Regions from separate parts of the Mus musculus genome. Here regions 1, 2 and 4 are each linked to region 3. Evidence: chromatin contacts called from public Hi-C and HiChIP or PLAC-seq data. All regions are on one chromosome and are shown on one strand. Each heading gives the region's core, a stretch centred on a gene start, on an enhancer-like site or on the middle of the called end of the contact. The rest is flanking DNA. Distances are from core to core; before and after follow the strand shown.

Evidence for each region. A called contact is a pair of places that touch in the nucleus more often than the background predicts. HiChIP or PLAC-seq counts read pairs in DNA pulled down with a chosen protein or histone mark.
Region 1: an H3K27ac HiChIP or PLAC-seq map of microglia shows a contact between it and region 3, with 6 times the contacts expected there. The contact joins two enhancer-like sites. A contact is called at or near these places in 5 of 484 Hi-C or Micro-C datasets (bone marrow-derived macrophages, nephron progenitors and regulatory T cells), 4 of 115 datasets of contacts at active chromatin or transcription factors (bone marrow-derived macrophages, embryonic stem cells, microglia and 1 more) and 1 of 9 other capture datasets (bone marrow-derived macrophages).
Region 2: an H3K27ac HiChIP or PLAC-seq map of microglia shows a contact between it and region 3, with 4 times the contacts expected there. The contact joins two enhancer-like sites. A contact is called at or near these places in 1 of 15 datasets of contacts at CTCF or cohesin (large pre-B cells), 5 of 484 Hi-C or Micro-C datasets (B cells, bone marrow-derived macrophages, centrocytes and 1 more) and 4 of 115 datasets of contacts at active chromatin or transcription factors (the 230-238 cell line, bone marrow-derived macrophages, microglia and 1 more).
Region 4: a contact with region 3 is called in a Hi-C map of bone marrow-derived macrophages, with 4 times the contacts expected there. The contact joins two enhancer-like sites. A contact is called at or near these places in 2 of 15 datasets of contacts at CTCF or cohesin (CD8 T cells and the NIH/3T3 cell line), 5 of 484 Hi-C or Micro-C datasets (the BV-2 cell line, bone marrow-derived macrophages, macrophages and 1 more) and 5 of 115 datasets of contacts at active chromatin or transcription factors (CD8 T cells, bone marrow-derived dendritic cells, bone marrow-derived macrophages and 2 more).

What each region holds. Positions count from the first base shown.
Region 1 is chr16:24,890,388-24,893,272 of GRCm38.p6, reverse strand. All of the region lies in intron 10 of Lpp (LIM domain containing preferred translocation partner in lipoma), which reads right to left. Among named protein-coding and RNA genes, the nearest start is that of Gm22672, 7.7 kb to the right of the region's middle. Within about 2 kb of position 1,527, at least 35 of the 459 cell types and tissues checked have an H3K27ac peak or open chromatin away from gene starts, as enhancers often do. A contact at or near this core is called in bone marrow-derived macrophages and microglia, where this site is marked.
Region 2 is chr16:24,346,736-24,349,787 of GRCm38.p6, reverse strand. No RefSeq gene overlaps it. Among named protein-coding and RNA genes, the nearest start is that of Lpp, 45 kb to the left of the region's middle. Within about 2 kb of position 1,682, at least 74 of the 459 cell types and tissues checked have an H3K27ac peak or open chromatin away from gene starts, as enhancers often do. A contact at or near this core is called in the 230-238 cell line, B cells, bone marrow-derived macrophages and 2 more, where this site is marked.
Region 3 is chr16:24,619,088-24,621,846 of GRCm38.p6, reverse strand. All of the region lies in intron 5 of Lpp (LIM domain containing preferred translocation partner in lipoma), which reads right to left. Among named protein-coding and RNA genes, the nearest start is that of Mir28a, 210 kb to the left of the region's middle. Within about 2 kb of position 1,371, at least 72 of the 459 cell types and tissues checked have an H3K27ac peak or open chromatin away from gene starts, as enhancers often do. A contact at or near this core is called in the 230-238 cell line, B cells, bone marrow-derived macrophages and 2 more, where this site is marked.
Region 4 is chr16:24,198,638-24,201,658 of GRCm38.p6, reverse strand. The region is part of intron 1 of Gm31814 (a long non-coding RNA gene); the gene reads left to right. Among named protein-coding and RNA genes, the nearest start is that of Gm32126, 41 kb to the right of the region's middle. Within about 2 kb of position 1,713, at least 76 of the 459 cell types and tissues checked have an H3K27ac peak or open chromatin away from gene starts, as enhancers often do. A contact at or near this core is called in bone marrow-derived macrophages, where this site is marked.

The DNA.
Region 1 (2,885 bases), core at 278-2,777, 270 kb before region 3:
ACCAAATATGATGAGATTACTGGGCACTGAATGTCAGGGTATACAATATTACATTTAGATATGATTTTAGGCTTATCAATAACCAATTCAGAAGGAAATTTAAGTTTTGTTTTACAGGTGGGAGGCCTTACTCCTGGATCAATAGTCAAGCATGAGTGGTTGGTGCTTACAGAGAAATAATTAACTAAGCCATTGCCTTTGCTATTCTTATTATATCTTATTCCATCAATTAAGTAACAACAAACCAAACACAAGAACAGAAAGAAAAGAGTCCCATGGACTGGCACCCAGGGACTTGCTTGTCTTGTCTTATTCACAATGTCTTTGGGACACCTGTGTCGAGCCGTGTGATACGAAGCTGGATCCCACGAGCAGGGTCTTCTGCTCTAGAACTTTAGCTCCTGGAGAGACAAGCAATCCTAGCACCGCCTGTACTAAGTCCACCTGCCATGCAGCTTGTTCTAATTCACACTCTCTGTTTCCCTCTGAAGTTCTGATGCAGCTTATCAGAACTGTGAAAGTTTAGAAGGAGTTGGAAGTGCCGATACCTCGGTCAAGGGCACGAGGTCCAGGCTGCATCCTGGAATCGATTCTGAACAGAGAGGGCCTTTAGGTAAAATGGAACTGAAGTCTGAGAAGATTTCAACCTTTCTGGGTAGCTATGAAAGGAGGCCATTAAGTCAAGGACCTCAATGACAGGGTCTTATGAGGGGGAGAAAACACAGAAAGGATAGTAAGGTTCTCTATTATTTGAATTCACTCAGCTCTTCCATGTGTATGATTAAATATTTCCCACATACTCTGCGTTGCTTGAAGTGCAGAGTGCTATGACACACAACCTGAACAGAGGGAGCCAGCGACTTAAGCAATCTCAAGGATCATATAATAGAGTCTGGATAATAGAATCTGCCACACTATAGAAAATGACTAAAAACATGAAACTGAAGCTTTGTTGTGCACCGAGGTAAGCAAACATTAACAAAAAAATGGAAGATAGGTATATCCAAGAAGCAAACCAGCTTCCTTGAGCTAAGTGAGTCTGAGTCTCACTGCACACATACGGAATGGTGAACAGGTCCCCAAACCTAACTACTAAGTACAGATGCAACATTTGTAGAATAGCTTTTCCTCAGTAGACTAAGGGTGCTTACAAGGGTTGCCTCATTTCATCCTCAGGGAGCTGATGGAAAAATATCCCATTATGTCCAGTATATAGATGAGAAAGAAAAACCAGGGCTTGGAAAGAGCAAGTAACTTGCCCACGACAGAAAGCTTTGACTGAATTCTATTCAAACTCACGTTCTTTGCATGCTGCTACAGTTTCCCAGTATTTTATGTAAGACCTTTGCTTACAAAGCATAAAAATAAACAGCTTAAGATGCCTTCCACAGAAGCATTGTTACAGTAGCAATGATCAGTGGCACAGTAAAAAGGGACCAAACAGGAGCTATAAAAAGGTTACTGCTCCCTGCTAGACGAGAGCTAGATGGCTGGACGAGGCTTTGCTGACTTGGCTGCCAAAACTTGCAGCAATAAACGATTGCACAAGGCTGTCCTGAGTCGCTAGAAAGTGCAGCCCACTTAAAAGAGGTCAGAATTATAAAAGGCCTTCCTCTTTTCAACAATGATTTCACAGGGTGGTACTTGAAGAGTAGAATGATGTAAGAGGTGAGGTTTTGCTGACTAGACTTTTTCTTATTGTAGATGCTGCTGCTTCCAGATAGACAGGGCACTGCTATGCTTATCGTTACAGTCTGAACAGCTAGTGACATGCAGCACTGCCCAAGTCGCAGGACAAGGAAGAAATGTGACTCTGACTGATGGTAACCAGAAGCCACCCTACGCCTGTGTCTCTAGTCTCACTTCTAAAGAGAGCAGTTAGGCGAGTGACCTGAAAACAGTTCCTTTCTCTCCCACCTGCTTTAGCTGATGGGATTATAATGCTGCCACATGTGTTTAAGTTGTTCCTGGAAGGAAAACAAAGTAAGATGGAAACCAAGAGATGAAACGTAGAAATGTCAGTCGTGGAGAACTGTTCTTTGTGCCACACATCCTTGGGTTTCAATGAACTTGAGTTTTCAGAATTTTGTTACCAACTGTGCTGGCTTAATTTTATGTTAACTTGAGACAAGCTGGAGTCACTGGAAAGGAGGGAACGTCAATGAAGAAAGCGCCATCATAGATCTGGCTGTAGGCAAGTCTGTAAGGCATTTTCTTCATTAGTGGTCAATGGGGAAGAGCTCAGCTCATCCTTGGGCTGGTGGTCCTATGTTCTATAGTAAATCAGGCTGAGGGAGCCATGGAGAGCAAGCCACCAAGCAGCATCCTTCTATGGCCTTTCCCTCATTTTCATCAGTGATGGACTGCTACCTGGAAGTATGAACTGTTTCCTAAAAAAGCTGCCTTTGATCATGGTTTTTCATCACAGTAGCAGTAATACTAAGACATCAACCAAGGCAGAAATTCCAATAAAATTAAACTCTGGAGATCTACAAATTTCTGAGTCCCTTATTCTCAAGGTTTCTTTGCTGTTGAAATGCCTTGACAGAGGGTGCAACTGTGACTAATTTTTAGGTTTGTAAAAAGTACTACTTTTCCATGGATATGTTCAACAGATAGATCAAAACCAGAATGACAGTAAAGGAATTTACTTTGGGTATAAAGTTTTCTTATTAAGTAATCTACTCTATCAGAAGGTAGCTAAATAGATTAAATAGCCATATAAAATGCTAAGGAAATGTTATTTATTTTTAGTCACTAAGTTTTGCTATTCAAAAATAGCTTTGTTCTTTAAAACAGAAAACCATTTCTAGCTCAGTCAGAATTAGAATGCAATTCTCTTTAATACTTTATAATAAAGAGTTTCTCTACACCATAGACAACCT
Region 2 (3,052 bases), core at 433-2,932, 270 kb after region 3:
AAATCATTCTGGCATGCTGTCACTCTGGTGCTAGGTTTCTAGGTAGAGAAACCCAAATGGTAGAAAATAAATCAATTTTGTTTTTTGAAAGTATATTGATCTGAGGGCAGGGGATAGGAGATTTCTGGAGGGGAAACTAGGAAAGAGGGTATCATTTGAAATGTAAATAAAGAAAATATCTAATAATAAAAAAGACAGTATATTGATTTGATAAAGATAAGTTACTTATAGATTAATCAATATATTCCAGGCACTGTGCTGGGCAGAGAGGAGAGTAATGAATGAAGCATATGTTTGACCATTCGGCTTAATAATAGTCAAGGAGTGGACGAGTGAGCAGGAAGTCAAGACAGTTGGGAAGCTGTACCACAGGACTAGTCAGTGAGCAGGAAGGGGTAGGGACCTGTGTTACATGGAGAAGGGATCAGAAAAGAAATGATGGTTGAATCACTGGGCAGGTCTGCTTGTCATTAGGTATGTCATTTGCTGATGGTCCCTTAGCCAGCTTTTGCTGTTGTCCTTTGTTTTGGGGTGCTTGGAATTCAATCAGGGCCTTGGGTGTGCTCGGCAAGTACCCTACTGTTGGACTACAGCCCCAACACTGTTTATCTATTCTTTAACCTCTCTCTTTTCCTTATTTTGCTTGCTTGGTTTTGTTTTTCAGACGGGGCCTCACTATATATAGCTCAGCTAACTTGGGACTCCTTCAAGTGTTGGGAGTGAATGCCTGGGTCACCATACCCAGCTTTCTTTTGGTTCTTTAGCAGTTATTAATCAGGACCATGACAGGTACACTTTGGAAGTCTGACCTTTCCAAGTCTTTTGTTCAAGTCATCTTCCCACCGTGGGTGGCCACTGGACCTAATTCTAGCTAAGATGGTAAAAACAGGAAACAGATGCAGGGATTCTTAGAAGTATTTGTTTTGTGGCACAGGTGCCATATTTTCCTTCCATCCCACCCTCAGCACCAGACTGTGTGTGAGGGTTGGCAATGGAGTCACCAGAACCCAACTGCCATTAAATAAATCTAGAGAGTTTTGACCCAACACAGTTACAGTGAACCTATTGATCCTCTTGGCCATCATGAACAACGTTGTATGTGAAAAACAATTCCTTAGCATTAGTGATCTAGGTCTTTGTTATAAACTTGTATCTTACAGGTTTGAGAGTACTTTTGACTTAGACCTCTTGTTTTGATAACCTCTTAACAAAGTTATCTATTATAAACAACTCTTAAAAAAAAAAGAAAACAAAACAAAAAAGATCTAGAGCAAAGAAAAGAAGAAAAAGCAAGCCAAGTCAAGCCAGCCACAAAGGGGCTGTAGATAGCATCTCTTTGGTTACTCCTTTTTCCTCCACAAATGAGGCACTACTAAGATTTATCACTGTGAGATTGAGACAAGAGTTATAGGTGTCTGGCCTCCTGTCTCTGCACCACCGTATATTTCTTTAATGAAGTGTGAGACCAGAGCTCCATAAATTCCCATAGTAGCAGAAGCAGGCAGGAGCTCGTCAGCGGAGCTATTCAGGGAGCCCAGCATCACTCTTTGCGTATTAGAGAAGTTCACAGCTGGCTAAAAATAGGCTTGGAGAGAAGAAGTCGCTTTTAGACCGCAGCTCATTTTGGATTTCTCTGGAGCCCCATTCTGGGCCACCGTGTATTTCCTTTTTCCTTTCGTTCTAGTAAGAGCACCCAGGCGGGTCAGAGACAATAGCTGCATGGTTATCTTTAGTTCCACTGTGCACTGAAAGCAGAACTCCGAAGAAATAACAGTAAGCCCCGGGGTACATGGACTGTTACTGCTTTTTAATAAGCGCTAACGCGAATCGAGTCTTTCCTGTGTCCTGGTCTCAGTGCTTGCTTTAAATTCTCAAAACAACCCCAGGAAAGAAAAAAAAAAGCTATTAATAGCCTCCTCCCATCTTTAATGAGGAACCAAAGATTCAGAGCAGACAAGCAACCTGTTTCCAGCCATAGAGCCCTGGGGTGTGAACCAGCGTCTGATTCTTTTCAGAGCCTGCACCCTCAGTGCCACCCCTGTAAGGATACACGCGCCTTTCTGCATCCCATTAGTATGACTCTTGTTGTAGGCCAATGAAGCAAGCAGAGGGGGACACTCCAGGGCCTCCTCGGGGAACGGACTACACACATGAAACCGGGACTTGAACTGTCAGTTTTGGAATCTTTCAAGACACAGGCAGCTCAGTCATGGAGTACACGTGGAATCCTCTCACGAGACTGCGTTCTAAGATTCAGCAATGGGTCCTCTGTCAAGGAACCAGCTGGCCCTGGGCTGCCCTGATTTATTTAGGGTCTTTGAAAGACATGTTCCTCCCTTATACCTGTAGTGAGCGATGTTTGGTACTTGTATGTACGACCTCAAATGTAATACTGTTTTCACGGTTGATCAAGCAGTCCTTCCTTCATATTGCAGGATCGAAGTGTGAGTTGGAGAGGGTAAATGTCTCCCGTGGAATGCGGCCAAGTTAGCTGATAAAGCTAATACCAGATCTCTTTGAACGTTTAAATTATCGAGTGACAAGAGAGCTGAGCCTTAGTTTATAGGGCTGAGGGTAGGTATTGTGCACGTGGATTTTTTTTTTTTTTGAAATACCTGAGTTTTGAAAAATAACGGTGTTCTGCCCACATTTTCAAGCACAGTGGTAGTCAAAAGAAAAACTCTATGGAGGTAATAATACCTTGTATTTTAAATACTACTTGTCTCTGAAAAGCTCAAAGCACTCTATAATCATTTCCTTATTATCACTCTCAAAACTTCCTGGGTCAAAAAGTTACAAAGTTTGTATCTTAACAAACGGGCCTCAGTTTCCTCTTTGGACATAAGTGGTTAGATGGTGAAGTTATCCTCTTAGAACTGTCAGTCCCAACAGTTTTCCTGCTCTCCCCTTCCCCAGCCTCAGAAGCACCCTCCCAACCCCCAACCCCTGCCAGCCAGGAACCCTGCTTAACTCTTTGTAAACCTAACAGGGGAGTCTCATGGTATAGAACCGTGAACTATTTCAAGTTACAAAGGTTCATGCAGGTAAGGCT
Region 3 (2,759 bases), core at 122-2,621:
AGTCCTCTATTTAATGGAATTATGTCTGCAGATCTATGAAATAATAAAATTATTAAGAAGCTAAGAGACCTGGTGTGTGTGTGTGTGTGTGTGTGTGTGTGTGTGTGTGTGTGTTTCAAATTATGCAATGGATGGAACACATAAAAATCTATATCAAAAATCTGAATCCAGGGCATGCTAAGAGAGAAGACCAACATTGTCAAGCACACTGTAAAAGCATCTTTACTTGATCAAACTTGTGCTTAAACATCAGGCTTTGAGTTATGTGTCTGTTCCCATAGGTTGCTTCAGAGACTTTCCTACATTTTAGGAAGGAGTCCTCATCATGCGTCTACTCCAGGTGTTTATGGATGGGAAATGCTCCAAACACACACCAAAGACCAAAGCAGCAAAGGGTCAGAGAGCAACAGCTACTGCTGCCTCTGTACTGAGATCATGCAAGCTTCCAAAGACATGATCACTTTTCCAGCCAGCCTGTGGATTTGGTCCTCTATACACAAGTCCCGATGCTGTGTAACTATGATAGGAACATTACAAGTGACTGATACAGACAGAGGAGAGACATAATTATCCTATTTTCATAAAAAGAAAAAGGAAATATCAAAGTACTAAGAGATATCTGAACTGGCAAACAAGATAACCTAGGTCAAAGGTTGAACAACCTAAAACTTAACAAGCAGCCCTGTGAGCGCTTGCTTGAACCTTTAGTCTAGGGAAGCCCAAAAGAGTCCAAGTTCATTGCCTCATGTAAGCAGGGGTACTGGAAGGAGTCAAGGGGCTGGGAGACTGGGATGTAAAGTAACTAAATAAATATTTTTAAATGAGTTTATAGACTGTAACTCTGTTGGTAAAAGTGAAATGTGGGATGGATCATTGAATAAATGTAGTATGAAGGAAACATGTCATGGTGACAATACTGGTGATAATAAAGTATTTCAAGTTGAAGATGCATACCTAGAACAAGGTGATCACCATATAAATGGGCAAGGACTGACAGAAGTGAGCACATTCTTTTTGATGTTACAGACACCATCATTTTATCTGACTTTACATGGAGTAACTGTGTTGAATAACCTGTGCACTTTAGGTTATTTAAAGTTCCCATCCCTACCTTCATTTTTTAAGCTAGAAACTTTGCCCATTCACTCTTCCCAAATCAGACTTAGTTTGATGAGGTGTTAACAGATTTCACTCAGACTTTGGGAATGGATGGCCTAGTAAAGCCAGGGAGAAAGCTCTAGTTCCAATCATTCAATGCAGTGGTACCAAGGTGAAATAACATATAGCAAGGGAATAAAGCTCTCAAAGGCCTCACAGTAAGTCTATGACTAAAGGCAGCATAATACTAGGACAAGAGAATGGCCTATTTTTAGTATGTGAGACTGTTTTTGAGAACCACCAGGACACTGAACCTTGATTTCTGTTCCTACTATACCTTGTCCAGTGATAAGTAAAAATCTTTCCCATGATCCCCTTTGACGAATGGGAACAGCCCAAGATGTGAAAGGTGAAGTTCACCTCTAGCCTTCAGAGACCCAGAGGACAGGAAAGATACATGGGAACAGAAAAGAAAGGCATTGCCAGGGCCACAGTGAACATACGGGTCAGCCCTGAGAAAAAGAAAGATGAGGAAGTCACCATTCTCAGCATCTATTGCAAACCACCAGCCTCTCTCACTTCCCTTGCCCACAGAGACGGCTTTTGCCAGTCAAGGAAGAAGTAGTTTCATAAAAAATGATCAGAGGAAGAGATGAGGGTGGGGTAGGAGAGTAAGATGTTTCACTGAAAGGGCAAGGCCAAGTGTTCAAAGGACATGGATTTATTCCTTCAACATCCCTAGACCGCTTTATAAAACAATCAAGTCAGAAACTATTAGCTGGGTTGATTTAGTAGACTCTTTGACCCAGGACACAAAAGGTTTAAGAAGATACAGAGAGGCGAACTTGACCTGACCAGTAAACATTTCAAATATGACAACTGCTTAGAGAGCCACACAAGAAAGTTGGACTGAGTAGCCGGGCTGGCTTTCTATAGTTATTAACTGCCATGCCACCACTAGTATCATTATGTAACACAGTAGCATATGGGGAACATTACGCGGTGTGTTTTCCAAAGCTTCTCTGTCCAAGTGGGTGAGGCAATGGCCTCCTTGAATCAAAACCTATTGCTCCTTAAGGCTTGCATAGCTGTCTTGATTAAACACAGCAGCAGGCTCCGGTTGAAGGGACAATTCTTCGCTTTGGAGGGGAGGTAGAAGAGGGTAATTGCCAGATGTTTGCAATTTTAGCTATAAAAAGATGGCTGCTTTCCATTCCTGAGTATGTTGAATCTTTTTTTTTTTTTTTCTTTCTACCCAAGCTATTGTGGTTCACTTAAATAGGCCATTGCGCTGATGAATCATCACTCAAAACTACAATAATGGAAGCAGAAAAAAATATGGCATTTTAAATTCCCATGTAAGAGGAATAAATTAAAATGTACAGGTACTACTTATGTGCTAGGCAACAAAAATCATGTTAGTGCTTAAGATGCTCGTTTGGAGTCTTAAGAGCTGTGCGTGGGTCTCCCCTTGACTACTTCCTACGATCACGGATAGGCACCAATGCCTTAAAGCAAACCTCAGGCTGGCTACCTGTGCAGTGGAGGTAAGAATTCCTCTCTGGCCTGATTCTCAGCAGGAAGTCTCTGAGGACATCCATTCCTATCCTGTCTTATAAGCCAGACATAGACCAGGGGAGGTGTGTGATTCCTTCTCAACT
Region 4 (3,021 bases), core at 464-2,963, 420 kb after region 3:
AGCTATACTTAGCTGCAGACACTCTACAGGGGCCCAGCCTCCAGAAATAGGATTTGAGTTGCGGGGCAGGGCTTGTCTGCCCCAGCACGAGTCCTACTTATCATCAGTTCTGAAGCTGAGAAATCAAATCCATGTTTGAGTAATAATATCCAAGTAAATATACAACAGTTCAAAGCCAACACAAGGTTGCTGGTTTCAGAACTCCTGCCCCTGCGCTAGCGCTTAAGTCTCCGTTGTAGCGCTGGGAGTGAGGCAAAGGCAGAGAGCACTTCCCATTTTACAGATAGAATCTGGGCCTCAGAAAACAGGCCACCCGTACAAGTGTCACCGCTGAGACTGCTAATAATCGGTCCCAGACTTTTCTCCTCTTCCCTGTACTGTTCCATCCTATCCTGTTTGATCAACTCTTCAGTCCTTAGATTTGAAAACCAAGGGTTCCCCTGACCCTCCCCCCTCCTCCACACACATACGCACAATGTCAGGCTTGTGGTTTAGGAACCAACAATTTTGACAAAGACACAGTTAAGATTCTCTGCAACAATGACCAGGACAAGTTTAAATAAAAGTACGAATTCTCATTTGAAGCTTTAGAGGAAGACATGGAGCGGCTTTGTTTGTTAAAACTCAGGTGGCATGAGTCGAATGGGCTTTCAAAGTACTTGTACCAACTAATCTTTCAGATGTTTCTAGTGGGGAGCAGAGCCTGATCTGGCTGTACTTACACGTGTGGGCCAGCTGTGGGCCTTTTTTCCTTACCCCGTGTTACTGATATTGTGGCCTCAATAGCGCTGTGGTGCAAATACTTACAGCCAATCTTATATTTTTATTTATTTATTTATTTTTAACCACTGTAGAAACAGTTGTTAAGCATTTCCCAGGCACCCAAGCTAGCAACTAATTGAGCCTGGCACCAACTGGTACCCAAATGTTCTCTGTCATGTGTACAGGCTCATCTTCAGGATTGGTTTTGGCCTCTAACCACAAAGTCATACCTGAGTGCCATTCTTTAAGTGGGAAATTCTTTCCATCTGCCTTTGCAAAATCATGCTGATGGGTTTCCACTAATAATAGTCCTCTGTGTGCATGTGGAGCTTGCAAAGAGTCTGCATGGCCCTCATCACTTTCAAGTTTCATGTGATCCATGGGGCAGATGCCTTCTCTCCTTGGTAGAAAGAAAAGGGTCTGACAGGGAATGTGACTGCTCCCACAGTCAGAGGCCTTGCAAGTGGCAGGTGGACCTTGAGCCATCTTCAGCTTCCGCGTTCTGTGCACCTGCCTCTCACCAGCTGCTTCCTTCACCTCAGACACTTGCTAGATCACTCACTTGCTCGCAATGCCTGAAGGTTAGGCTGCTGTCGGCAGCATGGAAGCGTCTAGCAGCCATTTGGGGTTAACACCAGTCTTGGACTTTGACAGGAAGGAATAGACTCTCTAGCTTGGGGGTGTAAATATAAGCCACCCATTTCGCTATTCTGCCGAGAAGAAAGGTGTCCACTTTTGTTCCCTGTTGGTGCTTGGTTTTCTGTGATTCCGTTTAAACGCTGTTATGGGGACCTTGTGTTTTTAGGTCCTTCTCTCAGTAAGAACTTGGAGCCTCTCAAATGACCCAGCATAAATGGTCCGCTTCCCTTCTTGCACAACCCCCACCCAGCCTTGTTACTGCCCAGCGCTGTATTGATTGGAAAGCATTTCACAATGCGTTTTCAAAACATGCTGAAGGTCGAGACTGAGTGACTCATAGGCCGTCACATTTCTTTCTGCTTTAGTCCCTCTGGACTTTATCGGTTAGGTTGGCTAATGGAAGTCCCTAAAGAAACTGTTAACTGCCCAACCTTGGCCAGTAGGATGCAGGATTAGTAGGTGGCTTCACAAAATAATTCCTAATCACGTCTGTGGCGATGGACCTGTGGAAATCTCTTTGGTTTTTGAATGCCAAGTCTCTAGAAGAATAAGAAGTCAGGAGAGGGTTCCCGAGCTCATTTTGCCAGCTCTGGCTCCCAGAGCATCAGAGAGCCGACAACGTCAGGTGAGCGAGTCAGCTGATACCCGAGGCTCTCCTGCTGCTCTGGGTGATCTATGCCACTCCATTCGTCTGGGGAACTTGGGGCCATGACCCTGATCCAGGCCTTCAGAGCTGGCTGCCAGAGGCTAAAGGATGTTGTCCTGGGCAGTGAAGAATGCCTGGGAGCATAGTAGTAACGGATAGTTCCGGGTAGCAGTGAGGGTTCTGGGCTAACACACAGCCTTATCTCCACTACCTGAGGTTTTTGACCAGTGGCTCGGCCAGTTAGCATCTTGATTTTCTACCACCTGGTAAAGGAAGGTCTTCCTGACACTTTATTTCCCAGGCTGGCTTTGAAGAGCAAATGATAGAATGTATGCAGAGTATCATCAGGAAGAGCCTGCAGCATGACTCCTTATGGACTACTAGAACACTTGGCTTTGAATTATTAATTAATTAATTAATTTTTATTTTTCATAGTTTCCTAACTTTTTAAATTAGATATCTTCTTTATTTACATTTCAAATGTTATCCCCTTTCCTGGTTTCCCCTCTGAAAACCCACTACCCCTTCCCTCCTCCCCTGCTCATGAACCTACCCACTCACTCTTCCTGGCCCTAGCATTCCCCTACACAGGGACTTAGAGCCTTCACAGAACCAAGGGCCTCTTCTCCCCTTGATGACCGACTAGGCCATTCTCTGCTACATATGCAGTTGGAGCTATGAGTTCCACCATGTGTTTTCTTTGGTTTTGTCCTTGGGAGCTATGGCAGTACTGGTTGGTTCCTATTGTTGTTCCTCCTATGGGGCTACAAACCCCTTCAGCTCCTTGGGTCCTTTCTCTAGCTCCTTCATTGGGGACCCTGTGCTCAGTCCAATGGATGGTTATAAGCATCCACTTCTGTATTTGTTAGGCATTGGCAGAGTGTCAGCAAGTACTTATTGGCATCCACAATAGTTTCTGTGTTTGGTTATTGTATATGGGATAGAACCCCAGGTGGGGTAGTCTCTGGATGGTC